Regions from separate parts of the Manis pentadactyla genome. Here all the other regions are linked to region 3. Evidence: chromatin contacts called from public Hi-C data. All regions are on one chromosome and are shown on one strand. The core of a region is the stretch at or near the end of the contact, and the rest is flanking DNA. Distances in the headings are between cores, read along the strand shown. Region 1 holds the start of EFHC1 (EF-hand domain containing 1). Region 2 holds the start of LOC130681353. Region 3 holds the start of TMEM14A (transmembrane protein 14A).

What was found. A called contact is a pair of places that touch in the nucleus more often than the background predicts.
Region 1: a Hi-C map of skin fibroblasts shows a contact between it and region 3, with 5 times the contacts expected there. The contact joins the promoter of EFHC1 here to the promoter of TMEM14A in region 3. A contact is called at or near these places in 3 of 3 Hi-C or Micro-C datasets (blood, fibroblasts and skin fibroblasts).
Region 2: a contact with region 3 is called in a Hi-C map of blood, with 2.5 times the contacts expected there. The contact joins the promoter of LOC130681353 here to the promoter of TMEM14A in region 3. A contact is called at or near these places in 2 of 3 Hi-C or Micro-C datasets (blood and fibroblasts).

Annotation. Positions count from the first base shown.
Region 1 is chr16:21,013,002-21,015,701 of mManPen7.hap1, forward strand. EFHC1 (EF-hand domain containing 1) reads right to left here and starts at 1,269. Exons shown (of 10, transcript XM_036916391.2): 1 at 1,063-1,269. The coding sequence starts at 1,125. LOC130681190 (a long non-coding RNA gene) reads left to right here and starts at 1,283. Exons shown (of 7, transcript XR_008994254.1): 1 at 1,283-1,593.
Region 2 is chr16:20,625,210-20,627,909 of mManPen7.hap1, forward strand. LOC130681353 reads left to right here and starts at 1,286. Exons shown (of 2, transcript XM_057494251.1): 1 at 1,286-2,700. It overlaps FBXO9 (F-box protein 9), which reads right to left and starts at 88. Exons shown (of 13, transcript XM_036916373.2): 1 at 1-88.
Region 3 is chr16:20,801,823-20,804,522 of mManPen7.hap1, forward strand. It overlaps TMEM14A (transmembrane protein 14A), which reads right to left and starts at 1,345. Exons shown (of 7, transcript XM_057493756.1): 1 at 1,262-1,345; 2 at 1-46. The coding sequence starts at 25.

The DNA of each region.
Region 1 (2,700 bases), core at 19-2,518, 210 kb after region 3:
ATTTCAGTAGCTCTGTTAGAATTAAAACAAATAGTAAATAATTTTGTCGAGGGCTAAACTATGTCAAGTCGTCTTCAATACTGTTTAGAGAATGCAACTAAAAACACTTAAGGTAGGGGAAGAGGAGCAAAACAAAATCTAAACAGTTTCATCTTTTATAAGTGTTAGAAAAGAATGGGGCTAGGTGGGAAAAAAAACAACAAATCCTTTGTGGTTGAAGGAACTGGAATGGAATTATCTCCTACGAAGTGGAAAAGGATGGTTTGGAAGGCGAATGGGCAAGTGTTGAAAGTCAAATTTTTTGGAGAAAAAGAAATGAAGAAAGATAAAATACAAAAGGGGAGAAGGTGGGACCAGATTATAGGAAAAGCAGAAGTACGGCAGAAAAGAGATGAGGCTGGGCAGAAGCATAAATGAGAAAGGCAAACTATGGAAAATGACCCGGTGGAAAGAAGAGAATGAATGGTATGTAAGGCAGAAATGAAGCTGGGAGTGGGGAAGATTACTGGGTCCAGGATTCAGCAGAGGAAAGAGATGGGCGTGGGGAGAGTGGGTGGGAAGAGGCTGCGGGAATGAGAACGAAGGTGCAGAGACGCTGATGGAAGGAGGGGCCAAGGCTAGGGCCGAGGTGGCAGTTAAGGACGGAGCTGGGCACGGAGGGGTCTGGTGTGGGAGAATGTGCTAGGCACGGAACCTCCACAGACCTGCGGAGTAGGGTGGGGAAAACAGTGATCCCGAGGGAGACGGACAGGGGATAGAGAAGCCGAGCTGCAAGCAAGGGCGCGACCAGGAACACTGATAACAGAAGACAACAGCCAGCCGGGCTGGAGTGGAAAAAATCTAGCGGGATGGAGCGGAGGGCCAAGGACAGGAGAGAAAGGATAAAGCTGGGTGGCGCAGGACGACGAAATCGCGGCGAAGAGGAAAAAGGGTAGGGGCAGAGACATATTTATGGGGGAGAGGACAATCTTGAGAGGAGAAGCATAGAGGCGGACTAAGCGGCGAGCCCGTGGGGGCCGCCGGGGATGGAGGCAGGTGGCGGTTGGGCAGAGAAGTCCTCACCGTGGAGTCCGTAAAGGACATGCCCGGGAGAAAGGGCAGGCCGTGCACAGGGTTGGACACCATCTCAGCAGTTGGCGCCGCCGTCACCACCTCTGTCCGGTTTGGTCGTCCCCGGTTGCCCGGGCGACGAGCCGCGTTTGTGGGCCCCTTGAAGCTCCATGGTAACGCCAAACAACCTGAGCTGCCGTGCGGGGAGGGCGGGGCCCGAGGGGCAGTAGTAACGGATATGCGCGTGCGCCGCACACGGGATTCCGCGCTCTGGCGATAGGCTGGCCGCGGCGGTTAGTGGGCCACGCGCCTCTGGCCCCGCCCCCCAGCTCCTGGCGTTGGGACGCCGGGAGCTGGGGGGCGGGGGAGGAGGTGACTGAAGAGGCCGCAGTCGTCGCGGTGAGGCCCAGGGTGGGCCGTCGGTGAGCTCCTGCCCGCTACCGCCCTAGGCCTCGCTGCGCCCCTCCTGCGCCGACAGCCCCGGCCCTGTGATCCGAGCTCTCGGAGGAGGCAGTTGTCACATTTCACCCTGAAGTGTAAACGGTTGGTTCTGGGTGAAGTGTTACCTGTCCTGACCCGTGCTTATTGGGGCAGGGGCTGCGAGTTATTCATGGTTGTACCCTGTTGCTCAAGGGTGCTAACTGATCGAATGCAACCGTCTCGTCCCTAATCCCCCCACTTCGGCATTCCCTTTTTTTCCCCACCGTCACCTCTCTCTTCTGTCAATCCCTGCCGTTCTGCACCATCTCGATTCTTACTCGCTTCAGGACACTCTATTTGTTGACTGACAACCTACAACGGGTGCTCACCTAAATTCTCTTCATCTCTAGTTTGTACCTACTTGCAGCTGCCATGAAAAAATCAGAACCACAAAAAGAAACGCATCTCCTTCAGAGGAGACTGTCATAAGAAAGAAGCGAGTAAGTGCAGTGAAATACTGTCAGGATCTAGGTATTCTCTTTTACTTGAAAGCTTCATCATCTATTCAGGACAGAATCTCTCAAAGTTCAGGATAAACCTAGGCTTGCCAGTAGAGTAAAATGAGAGGACCTATTTTCTTGGGTAGTGGTTGATTACTATATTATTATCTGTTTTTGAGTTTCTGTGTAAATGTTTTTTTTTTCTGTTAATGATGCTAATGTATTGCTAAACAAGATCTAAATTAAAAAAGGAAAAGAAAAAAATATTCTCTTTGGTGCTTTTTACGAAACTTTTTAAAAGCATATTCCTTAAGTGAAATGTAATCCTGTTCCTGAAACATTTCCAGGAAAGAAAAAAAAGCTATCCATAGGAGCCGAGGGGCTTAAAATAGAAACAAAAACCAACCCAAACCTAGGTGCCCAGACATTGTATTCATTAGGTCTGAAGTGGAGCCTAGGAATCTGATTTTTGTAACAGCTGTTTCTGATAATGAGCCATTTTAGACACATGATAGAGTGGTAAGCCTGACACAGAAGGCATAGCTCCATGCCATGGGGAGTTTATTGCCAGCACAGACAGCAGCTTTAGTTCTGCTTCTTGTCGAGCAAATCCCCCTGCTGGGTTTCAGTAACAGGCGTGAAGTTCAGGGGGCCCAGGACATGAGTCCACTAGTGGCACCTGAAGCCGTTATTGCTGGCTGTCTACCATACCCTGTCCAAAATTTCTTTT
Region 2 (2,700 bases), core at 36-2,535, 180 kb before region 3:
GCGGCCAGGCGAGGCAGAGAAGCGCGCGAGCCCCACAGCGTCGGCCCTGGAGGAGACGCCGGACGCCGCTGCGGAGCTGCCCCTCTGCCGCCGAGGCGTGCGCCGACGTAGCGAGCGTGCGCAGTGCCGTCGCCGCCGGCGCCCCCGCTCGCGTGCACGGCTCTTCGGCCCGCGCGCTGCCTGGAGGAGGGCCGCGGGGCTGGGACGTGCTGTGTGCGCGAGGCCCACCCGGAGGCCAGCTCACCGATTTGCCGAAATCCAAACAAGACCCACGCAGCGGCCCAGTGAATGCTTATGCAAGGTGGAACGCGCGTAACCTCAAAAATGTCTGTAACTCAAATGGAGGGTTGAGACCCTACGGCAAGCAGCCCTAAAGGGCATCAAACGACGCTCGGGACGGTCGCTGCATGGTCGTCGGTGACTCTGGCTAGAGCCACCCCAGACGTGCAGGGAGTGAAACTCCACTACAGCCACAGGCTGTTAGAGCAACTTAACTTTTCAAAAGCACGGGTCTGGAGGTCGAGGAAAAGATTCTGTTTGGAAGAAAACTCAGCGACTGCCAAGCCCTGTCGCACTACGGATCCCATCATGCAACGGGGGCATGACGCTAAGACTCCAGGGCCTCGAAACCCGAGTCCTGCGGGGACTGCGCCGACGAGACCTTGGGGTTTGTAGTCCGCTGTTTCGCGTAGCGCGCTGGACTCTGCACATGGTATTCGCCCATCCTCTTAAAGCTCAAACACCTGGTGTCACTTCCACAGCGGCCACTCATCAAGCGATATATATATATATATATTTCCACATTTCACATTGTTTTAAATACGAAATTATACATGCTCTGTTGAAAAACTACAGTTTTACAGCCTCTTCGTTCTGCAAACATGTACGGAGCTTCTGAAGTTTCTAAAGTTTCTATTAGGTGCCAGATTGTAATAGTGGTCAGGATTCCAAAACCCTATCTGTGTTCAATAAGTTCACAGAGTTTAAAGCTCTTGGCTATCATTTTATTCTAGAAATCTTAGAAATGCAGTACGTCTTCTGCAGACAAAGATGAAAAAGGAGACGGGGGCAGATGGTGAGCTTCAATAAGGAAGCCCAACTGCTGTCTTTTAATATTAGGATCCATCCTTCGGATGAGTATGTTCGGAAGGGCATGTTTTATTTGCATCCTAAATCAGCTACCTATGAATAGTACCTTCATGTTTAACGGAGGCCAAAAATGTAATAATTTTTAGCTTTCAAAGGCGGCTTTAGGGCTTAGGTCTTTTAAGGATGATTTTCCTCCCAATGACTATAATTGGATTTTGAAATTTAAATCGGGGGGAAAGATTAGATGAAAGGATTTGTAATAGAAGAAAATGATATATGTGATTCATGAATACAAAACATCAGTTTTGCAGATGAAGAATGAGGTACTGAAATATTTTCCGAACTGGTCTATTACATTAAACATACTGAATACTAATTTATCTTGGTCAGTTAACACAGAAGATTTCTATTCTAGCATATAAACAAAGCTTAATAAAATAACTAGTATTTGTAACAATAACTTAAGCACCTACTTTATATATAAACACAGTTTACTACCTTAGCCATTTTTTAAAATGTTATGTGTCACAGCTACAAATTTAGTATTTTAGATCACTATCCTCTGTATCCACTAGACCTCTTTACAGGGTTATATTGTCGCATCACGTTATATTTACAAGGTTATCATTTTCCCCAGGCTGGAACTGCTGACCTAATCCATTTACCAACTCAGTGAACCCTTGTTAAAAGTAGAACAAGACAGTCCTTCTATTTTCCAGGTAGACTTGCTTGGACAACTGAATTGAACTAAAACCAGTTATTTTAGGTATTTTTTAAAAAATCACTTTTCATGGGTATAGTATATGATTTGTTAGGCTCCCTCGTTTCCCTATTTTTTGATAATGACTTTCCATTTTCATTTGCCATGTAGTTTGGGTATTATATAGGTAAATATAAAGGTAAATAAATGTTAGACATTTACAAGATAGCCAGATGACCCTGTCCCATTTGGGACAGGAAGTCTAAGGAAGTTTGACTGTCTTATATCTTACATCAAAAGGAGGAATAAAAGAGGGATTCAGGACATCTGCATAGAGTCTTTAGGAAAAAAACAATGTCATCAGTTCTTAGAATTCAAAAATAAAAATAGGGAGAAAAAATTGATACGGTGGTTAGCTGGGGGATTTAAACTCAGAGAAAATTAGACTGTTTCCACCTGGATGAAAATGCAATCCTTCAAACTAAAGTTGCTAACAATGTAAAAACTCTTAGGGTTCAAATAAATGCTAACTGGTAATCAGTTGTGTTTTATTTTAAATATTTTTTATTGTGGGAAATAATATATAACACAGTTTACCACCTTAGCCATTTTTGAGTATACAATTCAGTGGCATTGATTTCATTCACAATGTCGTGCAACTTCAGTTACGTTTTTTAAAATGTTTTCAGGAAAATTATTTCCCCATGATTACCTAAAATGAAATGTTCTCCGAACGTGCATCGAAGCCTCCAGTTCTAAATTTTGAGGCCTTATGAGGCCGATCTGCAATAAGAAGGGCGTTTGGTGCGGGAGGTCGCGTTCGTGGTCAGCTCCTCGCTGGAGTCCCTGGGCCGACAAGGAGCGCAGTGGCCGGGCGCCCCCGGGCGGCGGGGACGCGGTGCAGAGACGCG
Region 3 (2,700 bases), core at 95-2,594:
CATAACCAAAACCAATCAGGTCCATTGGCAAGGTGGGATTCTCAAGCTAAGGAAGAGACAAATTTTATAAAAAGAATCTGGGAGAGCAAATGTATATAAAAATGATCCGCATTCCACAGAATTGTAGAAACTAATTTCTCTAGTCTACTAAAACGAGAGAAGCTTGATATTTACATATCCCCATTCTGTCACCTTCAGGCACACTCAGGGGGCACCTCAGGCTGATTCACCTTTCCTTGTCTTCAAGACCTGCCCTACCCTCAGCTGCTTAGAGCCTTCCGCCTCTCCAAGGAAGACTTCCATTCTGGTTAGTAGTCTCCTCACTGGGCTGTAACACTACAACCTTCACTTTTCACTCCCACATGTGGAATGTCCTTCTTCTCCCCCACCTACAGAACCCCAATGGTCCTCTACAGCCCACCTCCCTCGGAACCTGCTCCCCTTCTTAACTAACTTCCAGGCTTGTTAACCACTCCAGCCTGTACCATCTAACTGGTCTGGAGCAAATTGCTTTTCTACCTCTAAATTCCCTGACTTGATCAACTCCATCTTGGAATTCTTTCATATTCATACAGACATTCGTTCTCCCATCCTCCTCATACTTAAGAAAAGAACAGGGGAAACATGGATGTTTGTTTGCTGACAGAACCAAAAGATTCACTCTGAGCATTTGTTTGTCACTAGCTTTGTTATGAGACAGCTCTTCTCTGGTGGCAGACAGCCATGCTGTCAATGCTGCATCACTGAAGAATATAATGAAGCCCTGCCTGATGCAAAGTTAACTGGAGTTGTGACCTCCTACTGTGTGCATGCTAGCAGCAGGTGAAATATATATCCATGGGTGAGAAGTCCCATGGAAATTCTGCTCAGGGTTCTGTAAACGTAGGAGAAAGTGTGCTGGCTACAGGAAGGTGACATGTACACTGGTCATTAGTTGGCTGGTGGCCCACACCCCACCCCTAACTTCAACTCCCCTCAAAGTTGAAGGGACTAGACAGGATGAGCCTTAAATTTCCTTGCAGCTTTTTAAATGCTAAGATTCTCAGTGGTGCTTTTATATCTTCACTTTTGTATGGGGAAAATATCTCTGTACATATGAGACATGGTGCATCAGATATCTTTATTATATTTTTACAATTTTCTCACAGCTCATCAATTAGGTTAACCTGGGCTTCATTCCCAGGAGCAATTGGTAACAAAATAGCCCAGAAGAACAGAAAAGGGGTTTTGAGCTTCTTTCAGAGAGCAGGCTAGCACTTACTGCGAGTAAGGGCCCAAGGTGGAGGGAATGCCAGGCACAGGAGATGATGGCCCTGGATAGGAGGCAACACTGGAAAATCCTCAGTATCTGTGGGAAGAAGAGTCAGGAAGGAGAGCTCATCTGTGTCCAGGATGTGGTGCAGAGGGACAGAACATGCAGGAAGGACCTGTGTTCAAAACCACCACTGACTGAATGGTGAACAAACAAATAATAATAAGGATAGTAATGTTTTGGTTGCCATATGCTAGGTAGGCATCACTCTAAGGCTTTCCAGAAACTCATGCAATTATTTTCACAACCCTCTGACATAAGTACTAAAATTGTTACCCCCATTTTCCAAATGAGGAGACTGAGGCACAGAGAAGGCACACAATACCCTGAGGTCACACAGCAGAGCCAACATTTCAGACTCTGAGAAGTCTCATTTCTAACACTTAGCAATAATACCTCTGATAACTGAGTCAGCAGCCCAAAGAGAGAATGCAAATGAAACTGAGGTTTTCCAGAGTTTTAAGTTCTGAATTAATCACTTTTTCTTGGACTTATAGCTTAAAGTGGTGACCACACTGTCGTTCATCTGGTGACTTAACCATCTTCAGTTCTATGAGCACTTCATGCTCAGTCCCATTTACTGTCTTTCTCAGAGTTAATCATATTCCACAATGTATGTTTGGCTTCAAACCTGATGCCACTGCTTACTAGCTGTAAAACATCAGGCACATTCCTTAGTCTCTTTGCAAGATGGTTTCTCCATCTATAAAATAGAGATAATAAAACTATCTACTCATAGAGTTGTGGTAATTAAATGAGTTAATACTATAAAGCACCTAGAACAGTGCCTGGCACATACCGAGCATTCAACACATACAAGCTGCTCTAATAATGATTCTTCTTCTCTTTCATCCCTATATCCATTTTTAAGCTTGACATGTGTAAGGCCATTACTATAACAGCAGATGGAGAAAACAACTGAGGTGGGGTAATTTATGATTTAGGCATTCAGTGAACCAAATCATAGAACTACAACTTACACTCGATCCCATTTAACAACTATTTATTGAGCATCTTCTGTGTGCAAGGCAGCAGGAAGCAAGCAAAAGCCCTCAGACACAGCCCTGGCCTTCAGGACTCAGTATAGCACAGTGAAGGAGGTGGATGCATGGATGAGCCTTACCAGGAGGGGCACCTAACAAGGTCTGGAGCCTCAGGGAGGATTCCTACAAAAGGCAGGGTCCCAAAAGGGAGGCTGGGGAGAACAGGAGTCAGTTAAGTGAAGAGAGTGGCGAGGAAGGGTATGCTCTAGGCAGAGGGAGAACATGTGCAAAGGCCCAGTGGCATGAGAAAACATCAGTATATTTTCAAAATGCACAGAAGTGCGAAAAGAGATGGGGCTGGTGAGAAAGACAGGGCTGAATCACTCATGTAAGCCCTGTAAAGTA